Linked DNA regions of Mus musculus: region 2 is linked to region 1. The links are chromatin contacts, called in public promoter capture Hi-C maps. All regions are on one chromosome and are shown on one strand. The core of a region is the stretch at or near the end of the contact, and the rest is flanking DNA. Distances in the headings are between cores, read along the strand shown.

Region 1 (4,691 bases), core at 935-3,434:
GGCAACTCACAACCCTCTGCAACTCTGCTCCAGGGACTCTGAAGCCCTCTCTGACCTTCTCATGTACCAGGTACACACATGGTGTACATACTTACATGCAGGCAAAACAAAATACACATAAAATAACAAGTAATTAAATCTAAATACAAACCCCAGCATTGTGTTGCACACCTTTAATTCTAGTACTGGGGAAGCAGGCCAATCTCTTGTGAGTTTGAGGCCACTGTGGTCTACATAGTGAGTTCCAGACCAATCAGAACTACATTGTGAGACCCTGTCTGAAAACAACAATAGCAAAACAAACCAAACAAACAAAAACAAAAAAAGAAAGAAGGACAAATTTTAAATAACAAGGAGGCTGGAGAAATATTTCCATGGTCAGGAGCCCTGCCAGAGCCAGGCACACACCTTTAATCCCAACACTTGGGAGGCAGGGGCCAACCTTGTTTAACTGAGCAAGTTCCAGGACAGTCAGGATTGTGTACAGAGAAACCATCTTAAAAAAATAAATAGCCGGGCGGTGGTGGCACATGCCTTTAATCCCAGCACTTGGGAGGCAGAGGCAGGCGGATTTCTGAGTTCAAGGTCTGGTCTACAGAGTGAGTTCCAGGACAGCCAGAGAAACCCTGTCTCGAAAAACTAACTAACTAACTAACTAACTAACTAAATTAATTAATTCATTAAAAAAAAAGCCATGGCGACTCACTCCTTTAATCCCAGCACCTGGGAGGCAGTGGCAGGTGATCTATGTGAGTTCGTCTACAGAGTGAGCTCCAGGACAGCCAGGGCTACACAGAGAAACCCTATCGGTGGCTGCTCTTTAGAGGATCGAAGTTCCAGTCCTAGCACCCATATAGTAGCTCACATTGTCTATAACTCTAGTCCGAGGGACCTGATGCTTGTTTGTGCCTCAGGATCTTGCATGCACATGGGGCACATAAGCTTACATAGTCACATACACATTAAAAAATAAAGGAGCAGGATTTTTTTTTTTTTTTTTTAGTATAGAATAGAGTTTATTTGGGGCATAGGGAGGGGAATTAAGAGTGTAGTAGAGGGGCTGGTGAGATGGCTCAGTGGGTAAGAGCACCCGACTGCTCTTCCAAAGGTCCAGAGTTCAAATCCCAGCAACCACATGGTGGCTCACAACCATCCGTAACGAGATCTGACTCCCTCTTCTGGAGTGTCTGAAGACAGCTACAGTGTACTTACATATAATAAATAAATAAATCTTTAAAAAAAAAAAAAAAAAAAAAAGAGTGTAGTAGAGGCAGAGAAAGGCAGAGAGAGGGAGAGAGTAGAGAAGTAGAGGCCGGGCATGACCACATGGGATGGGGGAGGGGATGGGGGAAGGGGAGGCAAGAGTAAGAGAGATAAGAGAGTAAGAGCAAGGAGCAGGATTTTTAAAAATAAAGACTTGCCTGGCATGGTGGATCACACCTTTACTCTTAGCACTAGGGAGGCAAAGGGCAGCAGATCTCTGAGTTTGATGTCAGCCTAGTCTACAGAGCAAGTTCTAAAACACCCAAGGCTACACAGAGAGACCTTGTTTCAAAAAAAGGGGAAAAAAAGTAAATAAAAAGAAAAAAAGTAATTTGGTTTTTAAAATGTGGTTGTTATAGGAGGGCATGATGGTGCCAGCTTCTCCTCTCAGCTACACAAGAAACTGAGGCAGTTGGCTTGTGCTCAAAGTCAGTCAAGCTAGTAGGCCCGATCTCAAGGCAGTAAAAGCTGACGAGAATATAATATAATATATAATAGAATATAATATACAAGGCCCTGGATTGAATTTCCAATATAGCAAAAAATAAATTTAAAAGATGAGCACAACAGGCTTGTATTTAAAACACTCTGACAACTGGTAAATTTTATAAGTAATGAAAGTGTGGGGGTGGGGCTCGAAGTCCAGCCACACTGCCCAAGCAGCCGAGTTCCCAGGAGTGTGCCCAAGCAGCCGAGTTCCCAGGAGTGTGCCCAAGCAGAGTTCCCAGGAGTGTGCCCAAGCAGAGTTCCCAGGAGTGTGCCCAAGCAGAGTTCCCAGGAGTGTACCCAAGCAGCCGAGTTCCCAGGAGTGTGCCCAAGCAGAGTTCCCAGGAGTGTGCCCAAGCCGAGTTCCCAGGAGTGTGCCCAAGCGGAGTTCCCAGGAGTGTGCCTTTGCCAGCTTGGTTCAGGAACACTGCTTCCTTTTCTGGAGTTAGGTACAACTATAAATATCGGTGACGCAGCTAGAGATGACTGTGACTGAGGCTCCCAAGCCTGCGTCAGTGATTGTCACCAGCTGTGGGTGGCTTCCGACAGCGCTAAAATGTGTGGGACTCTAATTAGGTCCAGAAGGAGGAGCTTCTAGGTAAATTGGTTAGGATATTCCAGGCGGGGACTCTGGAGGTAGAGCAGTAGTTCTAACTGACAGGATCTTGACCAGGATTAGACTTGGGGCTCACACAGTGGAGAGATGCCTAAGGCGAGAGGTCAGGGTCAGAGCTGAGCCTCGAGGCTGAAATTCCTGAGGCAGAAAAAAGTCCAGGCTGTGGACCTCATGTGCCCTCCAGGTGGGGACCACAAAGCTGCTCTTTGTTGCAAGAGGCACAGAGCATCCTGACCCGGTCTTTTCAGAAGGTTGGAGCTGGGATCCCACAGGCACAGTGCCAGGCTAAGGCTGGCACTGTGCCCATTGTGCCCCGGAAACCCTACCACTGCTCAGATTGATGCCCCCCAGTCTCTCTCCCGCTTTATTAATTGACAACTGGATGTCCAGAGCCAAGGTATCCTGAGCGCCATGGGTCTAAGTTGTCATTCTAGAATTCCTTCTAGAGTCAGTGGGGAGCTGCAGCAGTGTGGGGTACCTATAGAGAAGACTGTTAGGACATAGGCTCAGGCCAATAGGAAGTCCTTACCAGCTGGTTGGCAACTACACGGGGTGCTCAGGATCCCAGTGTAGGCCCGAGCCTTTCTCAGGTGAAATTTTAAGCACAAACCCCCCGGGTTTCTGGGTTGATGTACTTCGGTTAACGAGATCAGTTACACAGAAGCAAAAAACTACAGAAGCCAAAAAACAAGGTTGGTAGTACATTTAGAGACTTTCCCAAAACTATAGATTTTGATGAGAGAACTGCTGTCTTAAGAGTTACTACTGCTGTGATGAAACATCATGACCACAGCAACTTGGGGAAGAAAGGGTTACGTGTCCTAAGTCAGAGCCTATGGTGGGAAGCCAAGGCTTCAAAGAGCTCAGGAACCAGCTGGGAGGGAGGAGCTGACGTTGAGGCGGCAGTGCGCTGCTTGCTGCTTACCGCTAGCTTGCTCATCAGAGTCAAGGACCACCAGCGCAGGGCCAGCACCACCCACGAGAGGCTGCTGGGCCCTCCCAACTCAGTTCTTACTGAGAAAATGCCCAACATGCCTGCCTATAGTCAGATCTCATGGAGGCCATTTTCTCAACTGTGGCGCCTTCCTCTCAAGTGACTCTAGCTTGTGTGTCAGGTTGACAGACTAGCCGGAGACCTGCCTTCTCCAGCCCAGATCCTCCTGCTTCAGCCTCTAGATGCTGAGATCACAGTTGTTTGCATGACTCAGCTGGCTAGGGAACTGCAAGGCCTGTCTTGCTCACTCCCCTGCACAGTCAGGCCCAGGTGTTCTCTGCTACTCTCTGGCTTAGTTTCCAAACATAGCAAACATGAATGTATCCTCAGAAGTTTCAAGAAGGGTAGCTGGGAGGGAGGCCCAGGTGTTCTCTGCTACTCTCTGGCTTAGTTTCCAAACATAGCAAACATGAATGTATCCTCAGAAGTTTCAAGAAGGGTAGCTGGGAGGGAGGGCCAGCTGTGCTACCTCAGGACCCTGAATTGGGAATCGCTGGAATCTACCTAAATGGTTAGTAGTGGTCCTACATGTCGTAACCTTAAAGCTGAGGGTGCGGAGGCAGGCAAATCCCAGAGCTTGTTGGCCAGCATCTTTGACAACTGCTGAGCTCCTATTTAGTTAGACGTGGAGAGCCTGTCTCCAGAGTCTCATGGACTTTGATAGTAAAAGAGAGCCTCAGGTTCTGGCCTCATGGTGCACTCGGTCCCTGAAGGCATCTCAAGGATTCCAAATGCTGTATCCATCAAACACCAGCAGCCTGGAAGGAAAGCCCAGAAAGAGAGGGTAGAACAGTCAGCCAGCAGAACTATGAAGAGAGACGAGACAACCAAGGAGTCAAAGGACTAGACAGAAACCACAGTTAAGACGCCAGGTGCTGAAGGTCACTGAACTCAGGAACTGGTGATCTGCTGGCGCTTACGAGGGAGAGAAAGACAGTGTAGATTCTGGCCCAGTTCAGCTTTAATGCCACTGTGAGAAAAGCTGTGACCTGGGTTTGTCTCCATACCCTGAACTGGAAGAGATATAAGCTATCATGCGGCTCACAGTGGCCTCCTGCTTTTGCAAAGGACACAGAGGGCCTGGCAGAACCCTGGGCAACTGCCAAACTTTCTCCTAGGAACTGCTAAGTCCTTTGGGGAACAGGAAAGAGGGGCCTGGAGCCAGAGCAGGAAGGAAGCACGGTACTGCAGGGACTCGAACCCTGGCCCGAGGTGCGGGCGTGCCGCCACCAGTGCCTTTTGCTTTTTCCTGCTCACGTTCGTTCTCTCAGACAAAGGTGAAAAGCAAAACCTGAGCGCGGCCATGAGCCGCGGTCAGGAAAAGAAACACCT
Region 2 (4,691 bases), core at 1,212-3,711, 470 kb after region 1:
TGCTGAGCCATCTCTCCAACCCCGAGTTTTCATTTTTTATGACAGGATCGTCTCTGGATGGCATCAGCTTGCCGTGGACTAAGTGCTAGAACTGTAGGGTGTGCGCCACCACGTCTGTCTTATGTTTGCAGTTTTGTTTTTAAAGGCAGAATATCAGCCCTGTGTGTGGCCACAGGCCTTTAATCCCAGGACTCAGGAGACAGAGGCTGGAGGACCTCTGTGCTCAAGGCCAGCCTGGTCTACATAGTGAATTCCAGGACAGCCACATAGTGAGACCCTGTCTTAGAAACAAACAGGATATCATACAGCCTGTGCTGGCCCTAACTTCTTATTTCTCCACTGATGACCTTGAATGCCTGATTCTTCTGCCTCTACTTTTCAAGTGCTGGGACTAGAAATACACATTATCATACTTGAATTTCCTTTATTTTCTAATTTTGGAGAAATGTACCTACTATATAAGCTGTACCGTTTCCCACCGTCTTGGAGAGCAGTGGGGTTTGGTGCCGCTGCACTGCTGTGAGCCATCACACTGTTCCATTTTCCCAAAACCTTTCAGTCAGCACTGCCACCTTGCCTTCCACCCTGGCCCTGGCCCCAGTGTCTTCTCTGCATCGCCCCCTGGCTTCCTCATAGGTGGGCCTGGCTGCTGGGGCTTGTCATACAGTTGTTCACATGGCCACTCCTTCCTTATCTGAGATGTCTCTGGTCCCCACTGAAGTCCCTCCCCCTGCAGGTGGGCTTCTCCGTCTCGTCTATCCTCTCAAGCTGTGTGCTCTGTATCCTTGGTGGAAACTGGTGTCCGCTCTCTCTAGCCAGACGGTGGTGCAGGGTGCCCCTGTTAGATACTCTTTCCCTCTGTGTGTGCACACAGCTACCTTTATGTTGTTGTGTGGGTGGGACGGACACGCACCCTGCGGCCTGCTGTTTTGCCAGCTCTGTCACCAGCTTGAACTCCTCACCGAGAGCCGGGAGTCTGCTTTTGTGACTGCGTGGCTCTCCTGGGCTCCATGTCCATTGCCACCCTTTGGCGTCCAGGGCTCCTGGAAACCAGTGTCCTCTCTCTAAATCCACATAAGACACCTGAGTGTAATGAGGGACAATCGGTTCAATAGTGCCAGATGGGCCTGCGGGTGGCCTACAGTCATAGAGTCACATGCCTGTGTCAACATGGCTGCAGTCCTTTGGGTAATCAGTGATGTGTTTGGTCACCCAGAGTGCTCTCTTTTCACCCAAAGCGTGTTTCCCACCAGAGGGAAAAGGTTTGGGGCCATAGTCGGTCGGGCTTGGAAGGTGACCTCAGAAAAATCAAGCATGGTAGCTCTTATCTGCAATCCCGCCCCTCAGGAGGCAGAGGCAGGAGAATTGCCACCATTTGAAGCCTGCTTGGAATATGGAGTAATAGCCTGTCTTTTTTTTTTTTTTTTTTTTTTTTAAAGATTTATTTATTATTATATGTAAGTACACTGTAGCTGTCTTCAGACACACCAGAAGAGGGAGTCAGATCTTGTTACGGATGGTTGTGAGCCACCATGTGGTTGCTGGGATTTGAACTCTGGACCTTCGGAAGAGCAGTCGGGTGCTCTTACCCACTGAGCCATCTCACCAGCCCAAGCCTGTCTTAAACTCCAAAAATAATTAACCGGGAAGGTCCCTTCACCGCCTGAGAAAGAAGAAGAGACTTAATGAAGCTGAACATGATGGCTCATGCTTTTAATTCCTGTATTTGAGAGGCAGAGGCAGGTGAATCTCTGAATTTGATGCCAGCCTGGTCTCCTAGTGAGTTCCAGGCCAGCCAGGGCTACACAGTGAGACTCTGTCCCCTAGAAAAAGGAAAAGCAAACCCAACCCAGCTAACTGCAGTGCTGCGGAGAACCAGGCGGGCGGGCGGGAGGGCCAGGGGAAGGGCCTCCTCCCATCGCTCTCATTCAGTGTTCCCTTCCCCCACCAGAGGGGAAAGGATTGGGGCCATAGTGCTCAGGGCTTGGGAAGGTGACCTCAGCTTCCCTGCTGAAGGCCTGACTGCCTAGCCAAAGCCAACAGGACTGGTGGTGCTTGGCCTGGAGTTTCCCTGTTCGCAGGAACTGGGGTTTGGCCTCGCTGCTGCCCCTGCTGTGTGAGGTAGCTTCAGCTTTGGATGGGGCCAAATGGGCTGAGTGGGAAGGAGCAGAGCCTCTCTTTGGTGAGCAGGAGTGTCAGTTCCTGAGTCAGCACTTCTTCAGCAGTGCTGTGTTCCTAGAACTCACGTACAAGGAAGGCCTCAGGGCCCCGGACAGGCTCTGGGCTCAGCTGGGGTACAGCTCAGAGCCCTGGGCAGCAGCTGCCTCTCCTGGCCTCTGCTTCCCGCTATGCTGCTGCTCTAGACCTTCCCTTCTGGTTTTCTGCTGACAGCTCACTCCTCCGGTGTCCACTCCCTGCTCCCAGCCAGCTGCAGGGAGCAAGGAGGGCCTTGTACTTTGGAACTGGCTGGCTGTACTGGCTGCTGAAATGCAGTGTGACCTGGCCCTCCCTGTGCACTGATACCTGAAGCTCTGACACTGAACCAGCCGCACACCGACTGCAGCTCAGTGTACCTCCGCCTTCAAGGTAGCCTCAATTGGCTGACTAATGTGCCCCCAAGTTCCTGTGTGTCAAGAATGTAGAGGTCAGAAGACAACCTTGTAGAGAAGGGTTCTCTCTCCACCTTCACATGGGTCCCAAAGATCAAATTCACTGCCAGGCTCGTATGGAAAGCACCCAGATCAGCTGAGCCATCTCATTGGCTTTGTTCTTCTTAATTGTTTCCTGGTATTGCCTGGAATTGAACCCAGAACTTTGTTTTTGCTTGGCCTGTCTAGCCTAGCACCTTCGAAGTGCCACCACCCCAGCTTTATACACAGGGTGGGGGAACATTGAGTGGTACCCCCCCTAGCTGTACAGTGCAGCATCAGCAGGCCTTGATGAACGGGGTGGTGGGGAATCCTGTGCCAGCATGTGTAGTCCTGGACACTGTCCTTTCCTCGGGACTTCCCCCTACAGTCAGTCTGTCTGTCTGTCTGTCTGTCTGTCTGTCTGTCTCCTGCATCTGAAGATTGCACGTCAGCCCTCCTGAGGTTGGGCTTGGAGTAGTTTTCCCAGTGCTAGAGCGGTTTGTGAGGCAAGAGTTTGGCTGGACCAGCCTGTTCCAGACTGTCTTCTCTCTGAGTTGCTTCCCTGGCTCATCTTTTGGGGTCTTGGCAACTTTCTGGGAAGTACTAAGTGGTTCTCAGAGGGCTGGCCTACATTTGGGGTGACCTGGAACCTGTGAACATTCAGTAAGTGACAGGAAACTTAGTCCAGGCAAAGAGAAGGACAGTGTTCAGATTCCGCGGAGAGGTCAGGCTGTCATGAGGCTCTGCGCAGCTGTTTCCAGTCTTCCCAGCTCTGCTTGTGCTCCTGACGGGCAGGCAGGGGTCTCAAATTTGGGAGCAGTGGGAGAGAGCAGCAGGGAAGCACAGTTGTCAGACAGGGTCCAGAAGTCCCTGAGCTACGTTTACGTGGAAAGCGACCAGCTCTGCAATGTCGGCCGTGCCACTTCCCTTCTTGCCGCCCAGGCTATGACTCCCTCCAGTACCTGCCGTCCCAGTCCTCAGGAAGAAAACTGCGAGACTCACACTTAAGTTTTATTTACTTGTGTGTGGAGCCACAGAGCAGTTGTGGAGACCAAGAAGACAGCTTTCTGTGCTTGCCCCTCTTCCTTCCTCTGGGTTCCCGGGATCGTGTCAGCAGCATGAACAGCAAGTGCTTTTACACACAAACCGTCTTGCTGGCCCGAAATCATACTTTTTGGGGGTGTAGGGGGGATGAGGGGTATTTTGTTCAAAACAGTTGCATGTCACTTATGCTGTCCTTGAATGTGTTCTGTAGCCAAGGGTGACCTTGATCTTTCTTTCTTTTTTTTTTAAAGATTTATTTATTATTATACATAAGTACACTGTAGCTGTCTTCTGACACACCAGAAGAGGGCGTCAGATCTCATTACAGGTGGTTGTGAGCCACCATGTGGTTGCTGGGATTTGAACTCAGGACCTTCAGAAGAGCAGTCAGTGCTCTTAACCGCTGAGCCATCTCACCAGCCCAACCTTGATCTTTCTGCCTCTGCTTTCCAAGATTTCCAGTATGTACCAACCACCATGCCTGGCTAATAGTACTGTCAGTCATTAATGGGGAAATTCAGTTATGTCTCTGTCATAGATGTCTTAGATGGCAAAGGTCACTTTAATTGGGATGGGAAACAGCACAGAGTAAGGTTCAGGACTAGAGTCAGCAACTTGGCTTTAGAGACGCATTTAAGACCTACACAAAAGGGAAGTGGTCTGTGGTACTTTTGAGGGCTTGTTGGAGAACAAAAGTCAGCAAACCTTTTCCTTGAATTAGTATTGTCAGCTATGTAGAGCTTTTAGTTTCTGCTGCAACAATCAAACTCAGCTATTACAGACAAAAGTTGGCGTAGCCATGTAAATGAGTGCCTTTGTTTCAATAAAACTTTATTCATACAAGCAAATGATAGGCCAGTTTTGGTCCTGAGCTTACCAGCCCCTATTGTAGAAAATGAGCAAGGCTTGTACAAGGATCTGATGTTTAGACACCAGATAGATGGCAGCTGCTGATTGCTGCTGCTTATTGTCACTGCGCTGTTCGGGGCACAGAGCTGGCGGGTTTCTCTGTGCCTG

Evidence for each region. Capture Hi-C pulls out chosen DNA fragments and counts their contacts.
Region 2: a contact with region 1 is called in a promoter capture Hi-C map of pancreatic islet. A contact is called at or near these places in 3 of 130 datasets of targeted methods (extraembryonic endoderm stem cells, microglia and pancreatic cancer cells) and 2 of 9 other capture datasets (adipose tissue and pancreatic islet).

Annotation. Positions count from the first base shown.
Region 1 is chr19:5,820,112-5,824,802 of GRCm38.p6, forward strand. Neat1 (nuclear paraspeckle assembly transcript 1 (non-protein coding)) reads right to left here. Exons shown (of 1, transcript NR_131212.1): 1 at 4,597-4,691. Among named protein-coding and RNA genes, the nearest start is that of Malat1, 20 kb to the left of the region's middle.
Region 2 is chr19:6,289,245-6,293,935 of GRCm38.p6, forward strand. All of the region lies in intron 2 of Ehd1 (EH-domain containing 1), which reads left to right. Among named protein-coding and RNA genes, the nearest start is that of Ehd1, 15 kb to the left of the region's middle.